Linked DNA regions of Dromaius novaehollandiae: region 2 is linked to region 1. Evidence: chromatin contacts called from public Hi-C data. All regions are on one chromosome and are shown on one strand. Each heading gives the region's core, a stretch centred on a gene start, on an enhancer-like site or on the middle of the called end of the contact. The rest is flanking DNA. Distances are from core to core; before and after follow the strand shown.

The links. Hi-C and Micro-C count contacts between places; a contact is called where the count stands out from the background.
Region 2: a contact with region 1 is called in a Hi-C map of ovary, with 5 times the contacts expected there. The contact joins the enhancer-like site here to the promoter of POSTN in region 1. A contact is called at or near these places in 3 of 4 Hi-C or Micro-C datasets (brain, liver and ovary).

The regions. Positions count from the first base shown.
Region 1 is chr1:191,708,299-191,714,514 of bDroNov1.hap1, forward strand. It overlaps POSTN (periostin), which reads left to right and starts at 1,961. Exons shown (of 21, transcript XM_064504913.1): 1 at 1,961-2,156; 2 at 3,665-3,763. The coding sequence starts at 2,035.
Region 2 is chr1:192,033,914-192,040,276 of bDroNov1.hap1, forward strand. No RefSeq gene overlaps it. Among named protein-coding and RNA genes, the nearest start is that of SUPT20H, 40 kb to the right of the region's middle. Within about 2 kb of position 1,653, at least 2 of the 2 cell types and tissues checked have open chromatin away from gene starts, as enhancers often do.

The DNA.
Region 1 (6,216 bases), core at 711-3,210:
TGACAACATATATTACAGTTTCAAAATTACCATATCATTGCAGAATAGATACTGAACAACAGGTGAAAAAGCAAATTCATGTGCATTTAATAGAGCACTGACCGAAAGGGTTTCCAGTCCACGGCTAAGTGGATACAGTTATTTTAGTACCCGCTGGACAAATAGCTATACCACAGTATTTACAAACATCATCTGTAGCCCTAAATAGCCTAAAATAGCAGACTTGGGGGTTGTTTGATTTGAACAAAGCAGAATGGGCATAAAGAAGCCAAGAAGTCCTGAATCTTAATTCTTGTTTGTCAGATAGATAGTCACTTGGAAATTTAGTACTGAAACACATTTGAAATTCTGAGACTTCATTGGTAAATTACTTTAATGTACTATCTTCCAGTGTTCCCATCCATAAAATGGGAACAGAAAAATAAGAGCAATTAATTGAGGCTAACAAGCAGCTCTAAAGGCCATAAATAGACATCAAAATGGTGATATTTTTCAGAGGCTCTCTTGCTGCAAAGATCAGAGAAAGAGAAAAGCTCTGAGAGGAACAGAAGGAGCATAGCAGTGGCATTCCTTTAGGACTTGCATATATTCTAGTTGACCCATCACCTCCATGAGCTGATCTGACAGTGGTGATTTCAGATACGGAGTTTGCTGAATTCACACACAGTCTAGAAATGCTGATACTGCTGTGTAAAGCTCTCCCCAGTCATTTCCAGGTAGGATGAATACAGGCTGCAGAAAAAGGTCCCTCTGCCATTTAACCAAATGTCCCTGTTCTTAACCTTAGCAACCATGAAGTGCTATAGTTATGTAAATTACTAAATGCCTATGTACATATACGTAATATGTCTAGTTGTAATCTTTACCTATAATTGTATCTGGGAAATTCCCACTGTCTCTGGGAAGTGCTGTCTGCCCCATTTGTCTCTGCCCTAAAATAAGAAAGGTCAATCCTAGATGAGTCAGTCCAATATTGCATCCATTTCCAGTTATTCACATAATTATTCTTTCTGGTTTGGAGACAGCAACTACAGTATTGCCAAAGTATTGCCATTACAGACTGACCTATTTTCATAAAGATCTGAAATGAATTATAGAATATTGTATGCATATACAAACATTTTTCTATGAGTGGCAGAAATTTTTCCTTGATGTGAAAATTACAAACTCATGGATTGCAATCCGCACACCAACTGTCCCTGTAGCCTTGTGCCTGTAACTTCACCTTTCTGCTTCAGTTCCCTCATTTACAGCTCAGAATTACATTTTCTATCTGCTTCACAAGAAGACTAAGTTCTGTACATAACCAAGTATATTATTCAAACTTTCAGGTAGTCTGTGATTTGTATATGTCTACATAAAGCTCTGAATAAAAGCATTCTATAACAGCATGTGTTATTTTTAGAATTAATATGAATATTAGGCTAATACTGCATTTGGTGAGGTTGCTAATTCATAAATAGAATGTGTGCTCATAAAGGTTTTTTTTCCTCAACACACAAATGCTATTCCAGTTTATTGACAACAGCGCTGTTTGGAACTTTCATCAACTTCACTAAATAAACAACTTGTAGTTAATAACTACGAAGACACGGGAAAGCAAAATATAGCAGTACAATTCTTATGGGAAGAGACAGCATCTTCCTCTGGGTTTAAACAAAACCACACAAAATGATCCCAACTTCTGAATGCTTCTGTGCTATAAATGCCAAATCATAAGTCAAAGTCTAAACTTCTCAAACGTTTTCTGCTGTTGTGTCAGCAGAATAAAATGCTAAGCCTTCTGTAATGAGGAAGAAATTAGTCAAAACGGGGTGGAAAAAAAAGCATAGTTTGTACGGTTAATGTATGGTATTAATTTAGCTCATGGAAGCTGGCAGCTAACGCTGCTGTTCCAAGGAGGGTGGTACAAAGTTTCAGGTTGATCCTGCCGTTCCCTCCCACCACCTTCCAGCACGTATATAAATTGTCAGCTCTCCAGACCCTTTGTCAGTTCTCTCTTCTAGTGTTGGCAGGCGCAATAGAGAACTAAAGATGAAGATCCTTTCCTTATTCGCGTTTTCCACTTTTTTATTGTCTGCTTTTGAACAAACAAATGCTTCTGCTCACTATGACAAGATTTTAACCCATAGTCGAATAAGGGCACGTGACCAAGGGTAAGTACATGTTTTTTCTTTTTTATGTATATATATGTATATATTTTTTAAAGGGGACTTCTTAATCTTTCTTATTCCTGTATTGTATTAAATCTGATTTGTGCACTGTGAATTCTTACTGAGTATGATTCAAATAAAGCTTTCTTTTTAAATTAATTATTATATTAACTATTTCACAGGACCAGTGCCTAAATAAAAAACTTTCTGGGGAGTTTCAAAGACAGGATACTGTTGAACTTCATAAAATCTGGAAAAATCTAAAAAAAACACTTAGCAATAAATAAAATGCATTTTACTATCACTGAAGTTAATTACAGTTCACAGTTAATATAATGGGACATCAGATATGTTTAATATTTATTATCAAATGTTTTAATGGAATTGACACCTAATCCACGACATTTGTTCTCTTTATGCTGTCCTAATGAAAACCATGAACTCTACTCGAGTCCTTTCTGACATGGGATTATACATTGGGACGCCTTTGTGAGACGTCAGTTCCCGGTAGAACAATGGGGTAAACTTCTTGGCAGGGCGCTCGAAAGGCGATGCTTACAAGCCAATCTGCCCAGGGAAATGGAACTAATTTGAACAAGTGGCATCAGGGAAACAAATGGGTCTAAACACGTTTTCTTTCAATTGTAAGAGAGAGGCTGTGGAAAAGGATTATTTACTATCCTGTCTTCCTTAGTTGCATTGCCCCCCCTCCACACACCCTTGCACACTCACGCACTCACACACGTTTTTTGAAATAGTTGACTGTTTTCCCACCATTGCGAAGCACACATTCTAACTTTTGAACTGCTGAACTTTTGTACTGTAAAAGTGTACTAATTAGAGACAAAATGCTTTTGCTTCTTTGGATTTGCTCGTAAGTAATTCCTCTTCTGTACACTACCATGCTAAGGAAAAGTTCTCCTCATTTCACATGCCCGACTCCTTTTATTTACATGGCATTTTACCCTTCGGTTCCCAGTAATTCCCAGAATGTTTAGTTAGGTGCCTGCAGTATGCCAAACGGTTGGTAATCAAAATAGCGGATTGACTTACAGAAGACAGGGTTTCCTTCTACCCCAGTTCGCCAGGACCCTCAGAAGCACAGATGTGCACAAAACGAAACCTTTAGTGAACAGAGCCTGATGGCATTCCCAGCTGAGTCCCTGGTAGCTGGTAATTCACTTTTGGGGGGGGAGGGGGTGAAATGTAAAGCATATTGAAGCTTGACACAGCTGGCAGTCACTGTCCATCAGAGGCAGAGGGCCAAGCCAGAGCAGAGGGGAATTGCCCCTCCCCCAGGAAAGGTGGGCTGCCCACCTGGGAACCCAGCTAGGCAGTCCCAGCAGCTTGCGCTGTGCTTGCCTGAAATCACACTTGCCCTGAGGAAAGAAGCCACTTGTCCATTTCTCACCCTTGCCCATTAGAGGCTGCATTTGCTGCTATTTTACATGTGAACTTTCCAGAGGTGTACAAAAAACTCTTTTTAAAAATTTTTCCCATTCCCCCCATAGCCCAAATGTCTGTGCCCTTCAGCAAGTTATGGGAACGAAAAAGAAGTATTTTAGCACCTGCAGAAACTGGTACCAGGGAGCCATCTGCGGTAAGAAAGCGTAAGTATCCTCTGTTTGAAAACTATTCCCCACTCACAGAGATAGTATAATGTACTATTAGAAAACCCTCCTTTTGTCGGGGCAAACTACCTTTTTGTATCAAGTACAGGGGCAGGAAAAATTCGCTTCATAAGTTTACAGCATTTCAGCTTCTCTTTAGCTGCTCTAAAACCAGCTGGATAGCTGACTCAATAACTGTTGCCAAAAAATAATTACAAAAGGAGTGGAAAGTCTGAAAATGACAGCACAATGTGAAGTGCTTTTCTAAGTTCAAAGGCCTTTAAAACATTATTTGCAGCAATCCTTATCTGAATGAAGTATTTAGTAGTTCTATTTTTAACATGAGATACGAGGATAAGTGACCTGCCCAAAAATACAGAGGGACCTAACAGGCAAGCTGTCAAAGGAACTCAGCACTACATGGCAGAGTTGTGTGCTCAGACCATACCTTTCCACAAATACAAAAATCGGAGCATGCTTGTGGACACAGAATAGGCATCTTCAGTCTGCATCGTTTGGGTGAGTTTGGCATTCTGTTGAAATCTGTGTACAGTTCTATTTTAATTGTCACCACTTCTCTCAGTGCAAGTCTTTGCTTTCTCTGTGATGAAGAGTCAATAGCACTAGAGTCACTACTTCCACTTCACCCATAGAGTAGCTTCAGGGTATGGACACACAGAAAAACCCAAACCAGAAATCCACCCCACATCTCTCACTTATAATTCAGTAATTTATCACAGAGGGATTTTTTTTACTCAATAGAATAAACTAATATTTTTCTAGTGCACCACATTTTTCTCTTGTTGTTATGCAATTACTTGGACAACTTTTTCAGCAGTTGTCACAGGAAATCTTTACATTCATTTTCCATTAGCCTTTCACAGCATCCAAATAGATCTAGGGTGACATTTTCAGAAATATTTAAGTGAATAGGGAATCCAGGCTTCATTTGCTACAGTGACTCAGTCCATTGGTAGTCTCTTAGTAAAAGTTAATTGCACACTTCCACATGCCCAAGTAACTTTTAAATACACAATTCAAAAAGTCACCCTGACTTGTCTACCCTGAGACATAAAGTTGTTAATTTATGTCGATACAAGGTACCAATTATATGCATGATGAAATTAGTTCAGATTAAATTAAATTTTGAATTAAAAAAATTCTCAGTTAATATCAGCTTCTGGTTTAGATGTTAATGTAACATGGAATAGAGATTTCTCTTTCCATACTCAAGTCTTCCTTACAGGAAGTTAATTTGGAATAGGAGTGTCCACTGAAAGTATTAATCACAGAAGCCAGTCAAGGATGACTCCTTTTGTAAACAAGCTCTTAGATTCTTGAAAATGTTTTGCTGATCAACAATGAATTCCTAAATGAATTTGAATGGAGGTAAATAAATTTGAATGTTCTTGAACAAGAAGTGGCTGACATTTTACAGTTAATTGGACTTGTGTTATTAATATCCCGATTGTCAAAATCAAGAATAAATAGGATGCACATTTTCTAGCCCATCCTTCAAGTTTAAAACAGTGTTTCTAAGTATATCCAAAAGGCAGAGATTCTGGAAGAAGAAAAAAGGTAAAATAGATCAATTTGACTTTTAAAAATTACACATAACTCACATTGAATCCAGGTGGACTTTTTCAGACAAAATACTTGTCAACTGAAAATGTAAGATTTTGTGAATTTATGTGAAATTCATTGAATGGTTCTTTTCAGAAACTTAAAGAAGTTTATTTTGACAAAGAAGTAGGTGCAGCCACAATCTGGTTTGTGCTGGGGGATAGAGGGCACAAACACGATGCAATTGTATGACTCTAACTATGTGATATGACCCAGAATATGCACGTCTCACTAGCAGTGCTAATATGGGAAGTGCACTACATTCCTCCTGCTCTCCTCAGTGCATCTACATATATGACAATTTCTTAATGATAAAATGTCATTTCCTATTTAAAATTGTCATTTTGCTTCAAAGTCAATTTTCCTTTTTATTTCATTTTTCACTTGATTCAGCTGTCCTGGCTAAAAAAAAACAATTTTATAGTTCTTCTTGGGCATGATCCCTACACTTATTAAGGTAAAACTGATTAAGGCTTCCAAATCATGACTATGTACAAGAGAGAGATGCCTGCAGTAATGATTTTTGCACTGCTAAAATCAATCATGTGAATTTGCAGATAGCAGTCAGGCAAAGACCTGAAGTGGGCTTGTACTGTGGTACTTTCTACTACTCCTGGCAGGTATCAGAGACTTTGTGTTTTCTGAGATTCCTGAAGGACGCTGTATATCATGACACAGTGTTGGAAAGGATCCTTAGGGAAAAGACTGAGGAAATATGTAGCAGGAGGAAGTTGTCTCCTATTTGCTTTCTGAGAAAATGTTTTCGCTACTCTGCCAGCATACCAGAAGTTGATGGAGTTGAGCTATATTTCCAATACAATGAGGCACAG
Region 2 (6,363 bases), core at 403-2,902, 330 kb after region 1:
CTGTAATTTGAGTCCACAGCACACATGCTTGGTTCTCTTAGCTGTACAGATTTTCTAAGAAGCAGCTCACCCAAAGAGCTGTGGAATACAGGTGAAAAATACCAGCATCCACTTAGAAATATATAGTGTCTACATTTGCCTGTCAGAAAAGCATTACATTAAATTATTGCATGAGTCCAAAGACTTGGGGTCCGAACATGTCAGAGAAGGTGTCTTTGAAAGTTAGAGTGACCAGGCTTTATTGGGGAAATTCTCCCAACCATGACAGACAGAAATAAATCAATGAATAAATAAATAAGATCTTTCAACAGTGTGATGGAGATTACCCACTAAATGCCTTTTCCAAAAGCTCTCTTCAGGTTTGTGTATAGGAAAATGATTAATGGTGTGCTGTTTAGCACCATCTTGTGCTGACTTGTCCTTTGCAAAGCAATGCAGTCGAGGGAGAGAAACACACTCAGTTTTAGCAAACAAAAAGAGAAGATACCAGGTTTGGTGTTTGGGCTAGTTTTGATTATTTCCCAAAAGCAATTTTGGAGCATAATCATTAAGAAGAGCAGAAATTGGCAGAATATGCCATTCATTACTATTATAGGATTAAAAATGAAAATAAAACAAAACAGAACCCTGTATATGCAATGCTGCATGTAAATGTGTTCTGACTAGGAATAAGAGGAATAACAAAAAAGGTTATAATCATATGTTAATAAAGCAAATAGACTATATTTCACTATGCTACAGATAGTCTTGCAAAGCTCCCTCCAGCCTAAACCTCAGCGAGAAGTAGCTAGTGAAATTAGAAATGTTACCTGTGTAGAGAACCCAAGTTACCTAAATTAACTGTATGAGGAAAAATATGAGAGGGCAAAAGCTGTTTGTGAAGTCTGTACACTACAAGGGTTAATTTGTCTGGGCTCAGTTCATCTCCGTTTGGTCCGTTGGATTAGAGTCCCTCCTCTCCCAGCACTGCTTCAGCCCCTCGGGCATGCTAACAGTGATACTTGAAGTCCTGCTCACAGATACATAGCTCACAGCCATACGTCTATTTATCCTCACAACACTTCTTTGAAATTAGGAACTACCACTGCCTCTCCTTACTCCGAAGAAGGTCCTTTGCTTCATCCCTTGCTCAGTCATGTAGCACAGGGGTGTAAAGCTATTTTTCTCACCTTCAGGTGGAATGCCTGCCATGAGATATGATGCTGCATTGTCATGTTTGGACCCAGATTTGGGGGTAGTTTTCATGCCTGCAACCCCTTCTGTGTGTGCTGCCAGCACAGAACCCAGTTACCTAAGCTGTGTTTAGATACTCTCAGTTGGTAAAGATAAAGGGCCCAGTCTAAATCTTAACAAACTCATAGTAATTTTTTCCATTTGCTTTCCATTGTTCTTGGATTAGGTACTGTAAGGACAGGTGAGATTTCACAAAGAAAAATTTAGCAGGCTATTCCCCCTTTATTGCCCCTTCCCCCAAAAAATCCAGAAAGAAACTATCGCTGTAGTTTCCAAGACCCAGCTGAGACCTCAGAGTTTGGATTTTTTAATACTTTTAGTTTTAATGTGTAACCTTTCCAAAGGCTCTGAGTAGCTGTGAGCTGAAACAAAAAGAGAATCATTTCTCCCCATTTTACAACAGAAAATCTACAGCATTACAAGGAGGCCCTCTGCAGGGATCTGTCTACACTACAGCAGCTCCTGGGCATATCACTCTTTGGTCACCTCTTCCATCTGGGAAGGTGGAAGGAAGGTTTTCTCAAATAAACTACGGTTCAATCCATACACAAATGTCTAAATTATCTGTGGATTAAACAAATGCTGACTATGGGCAGACAACTGAAATGGCTTGGAACTTCCCTGTGGTTCAAGTCTCTCTTTATTTCCCAGACAAAGCAGCCACAGATTTCAAATCACAGCCTGCCTTACATAGAAAATTCACTCCTTGGACTAACAGAGATTTGTTGAAGGAGGGAAAGCATAATTAAATATTCCCCTGAGAGAAGCTGTATTTTTCCTGGACAGATGTAAAATGAGTGCTGCAATGAGAGCTGCTAAACAAAGTGTGTGGCTTTTGATAACTGCCTGTCTCCTAGGAAAGAAAATAATTTAGCATATTATTAAAACATATTGCAGATCTCCTCCCTCCTGAAAGAATATAACACCTCTTCAAAATACAGCAGGCAAAAAAAATCACCTTCACCATGGAGCAAATCAAAGGCAACTCAAATTCAGTAGCATTTACATTGGTATCACTGGAACTTGTGTGAAAGCAAGAGACTGTCTGGTTCAGCTGACTGACAGCCCAGATAGCAAGCAGTGGTAATGTAAAGAGATGGAGCAAATGGCACTCTATCTGCTGCACTGCTGTGATAACATATGCATGTGAAACTGTAACAATACTCCAGGAGTATTGTTTAGGATGCTTCTAAAAGGCAAAAACATATATTCAGCCTCATTTTATTCAACAGTTTAGACTGGATCTGAAAGATAAATAGATTCACTATTGATTTATTCACAAGACAAATCACTGATAGAGATAGTAAGACAGGTCTAGCACACATGCTCATGACTCGGCTATCTTCAGCTAAAAGTCTTTGGTTAAACATTATCTACAGGGTTTGCACCTGATAAATACCAAGGGGAAGAGGTGATACAGTAACTGATCTCTTCGAGAACATATCTAAAGTTTTTCAGATGCCACAAAAAAGAAAACGGTTTTGTGATCAAAAATGATTAAAAGAATTATTTCCTTTGATATTTCTATGAAATAAATCCTGTCCCGCAAAATCTGCAATGATCTGAAAACATCCTGTACAAAATGACACCCAAATAGAATAGAAGGAAGCAGATAAGGAAGGATAGACTACCTTAAAATTAATTTAAATCAATGCCTCTCTTTTAGGTACCAAGCTGTAGAATGGATCCAATGTGCCACTCCAAGTGTGAGGAAATCACTGAAGCTGAAATATGAGTTTCTTAATCCAGATGGAACTGGGAAGAATTGTATAGCTCTTCTAATCCTGACTTGCATTAGTCCCATTAAACACAGCTTTTCTGAAAACAGTTTCAAAAGGTTTCTATTAATCTTGGGTGTAATTTACAATGCACAACTTAGCTGCCTATCTCATACATTGGCTTCACTTGATGTTCAGTGCTTTCCTCTAGGAAATGAGCCAGATCTCCTAAAATTAGTATCCAATAATGCTGCAAAGTCAGTGGAGAGAAGTAACAGCCCCTGAAGACCTCCTGAGGGAGATCTTGCTCCTAAGTTCTCTCTTCATGGAAATTGATATCTAGATCCACTTCAGATCCAGCCTGTCTTTCACCTGAAAGGACCAAGGACTTGGTCACCACACCTCTCACCCTCTTCAGAGTAACATACTGAAAAGAGCACTTGCTAAAAACCGGATCCTAGACCTCATGCAGTTTGAAAAGACCTGAACCCACACCTTCCACGAGGCTGCCCCAGACATCACATTGCAGGTCACTCAGGAGAGGGGATTTGCTCCAGCCACCTTGGGTCGCTGTGTGGTCAGGCATGCAAGAGTCATCAGGCCAGAACGAAAGCAGATAAGGGTGAGTGTGATTATAAGGTAGAGATTAGGACAGTCAGCTGAGAGGTAGTGAGTATGGAAAACTCTTCCATAGGTCTGCAACAGAACTTTTGGGCTAGGTTCTCCCTCTTTCCTTTATCTTTTGAATTGCTTATGGTAACATCTTTCTCTTGGAAGGCATTGAGAATCATTGTTGAAATGGAAATTTTAAAATCCTTAGTGGGAACAAGTCATTTTCTGCTTGGATATTTAAGTATGTTTAAAGCATATACTTTTACAGAAGTGATTCCCAGCAGATCTACCTTCCAGCAATTTTTCCTACAGCACACCCAGATCTATTTACCAATGCTGCTTATTTAAGAGTCACTACAGACTTATATTGTACTCAGTGTAATACTTTACTCAGTATGATACTTTTATGAAGGAGCTACAATTTCCTAAAATTTAAAGACATACATGACAATATTCTGTGGTACCCCAGTGGACCCAGGCACACTGAAACTGTCCTCCTGGTTTACAGAAGAAGAGTTACGTGTTAGCACAGTTAAATATATTAGTGCATTCTGCAATGACCCAGTGACTTATATCAGTGTAACTAAATGGAGAGCCTAATGCCCTGTCTTCAGAAGTCCCAGAACCTAAAAGAGATTTGCTTTGTTCCTCCTGCATTTCTTGAATACATTATGCCCTTAGGAATCTGTGCCAGGCTACTCATTTAAACTGTAGCCTACTTATATAAGCACATCTGATTTGGAAAAATTAAGTCTTTAATTAAAAAGCAAGCTACTTGAGGAAGCAATTATCTTTTGTGTGTGTTTACATGATGACTAATGTAAGGGGAGCTAGATCCTAACATAAGTCCTTAGGCAATTACGGAAAAACAGTGATAAAAAATGGTTATCAAGCAACAGTCATTATTAGATAGCTTCCTCTATTTGCTCTCTTTAGCTCAAATTCCTCTGAAGTTTCCCAAAAGGCAAGCTGAAGTCTCACCAGTATGAAGTGCATATTATTCCATCATAAGGCTTCAGCCCATTTTTGAATGATGTCGTTTATTGCAGTGGTTTGCTTTAGTGTGATAGGCTGAATTTCCTTGAAATGAAAGACTGTTTTCTCTTTTTCAGACACAGCCTTTGTTTGTTAAGAAATTGAGTTGTACCATCTGAAGCTTGAATATACCTGGAATTGGTGGGGTAGGGAGTATGGGGCAGGAGCAGTTTACTTTTGTTTTGCAAATGTGTTTGTGAATAGCAAAGGTTTTACATATGTATGAACATGTGCTTCTGGTGGGTATATAAAACACCATTTTTTCTATCAAATTGTCAGAACTGTAGTTTTATTACTGAATTCAGCAATTGTATCTTACAAAGCACTATTACCAGCAGTGGTAAGACTGTCCAGATCACTAACACAGCCATGAAAGATCCCACATTTGAGAAAATGCCATGATTAACTTACCCTAAGGCAGTTGGATGAGGGCTATTGATTCAGCATCCCTCCTGCTCCATCTGAGCAGATTTCAAGCTATCCTCCCCTAGCGAAAGACCTAGCACTTTTGGTTAGATATGTCTAGACATAATCTAGACCATGGTCAGCCCCCACAAGCTCAGGCCCAGATGTTCCTATCCCAGCCTTACATTTGAGTGGGTGTGCCCCAAACTGAACTCCTTATTCTCCCACATGCCCTGTTTTTCATGCAGAGGAAACCCAAGTGCCTGCCCTGGACAGGAGCCATGAAGCCTCCACCAGCTGCTGAAGATACATGACTGAGAGGCCAGGTCTCTGAGGAGAGCTAATGTGGCCAAGGTCAAGGTTACCAAATCAGATTAATGAGATTCAGTGTAATGACAAATTAAGCTGATTCAGTTGCCTGAACATTGATATAGAGTGTCATTTTCTATGGCCTATGGTATTTGAGACACAGGGCTGGCAGATATGACAAGAAGCTATGGATGACCCACACTCCTGAGGAAAGACAGCCAGAGCACAGGCAGAATACCTTAAGGCCTCTGACATGACATTAGACACCTAAACTAAGTCACTCAGAGTTTTAAGTGGAGCAAGGTCAAATGCCATCCCCCCCCCCTTTTTTTTTAAAAAAAAAAAACAAGCTAAAAAAAGTTTGCAAACCAGACAGCCAGTGAAGAAGGCATGATGGAAAGGAGAGTCTGAAATAGTTTATCATCACCAGTTTGTGTTGACTTCCATAGCTTATTCTTGGTTCCTCCAATACAGATGCCCCAAGCTCATCCGTAAAACCTTTCTGCCATACTTTACCATCACATGCATGCACATAATGTGCAATGCACATGTGTACACTTACAATTTTTTTCCATTTAGTACGTCCATAAATATCTGCTGATATCTCATTGGCTCTGTAGACCAGCACAGTTAAGGCACACCAGTTCTTATACCCAGCTTTGCGCACACAGAGACCAATATGGCCAGCATCGCTTGTAGTCACCTTCAGTCAAAATGATACCCAGCTAAACACATACCCGTAGATATGTGTAAAGCATAGCATCTGTGATGAGTAAAACTCAAATTCAGTCCCTTTAATCTGCAAAAAGACAGCCTTTTTGCTTTTCAGAGAGTTACGTGCATGCTTATGGCTGAATTTACAAGTCAGCCCTGGTGCTTTCTGCTACTCCATTGATGTAAAAGATGACAAAGCTGTCTTAAAAAGATGCATTTCTTCAGTTACCTGCTCTAGGCCAGATCAGTCAAATGTTACTAACAGAGCACAATGTTATTATCAGAGCACAAGAACTTTGGTTCAGTCCTTGCCACTGATGATTCACTGCTGGGGAGT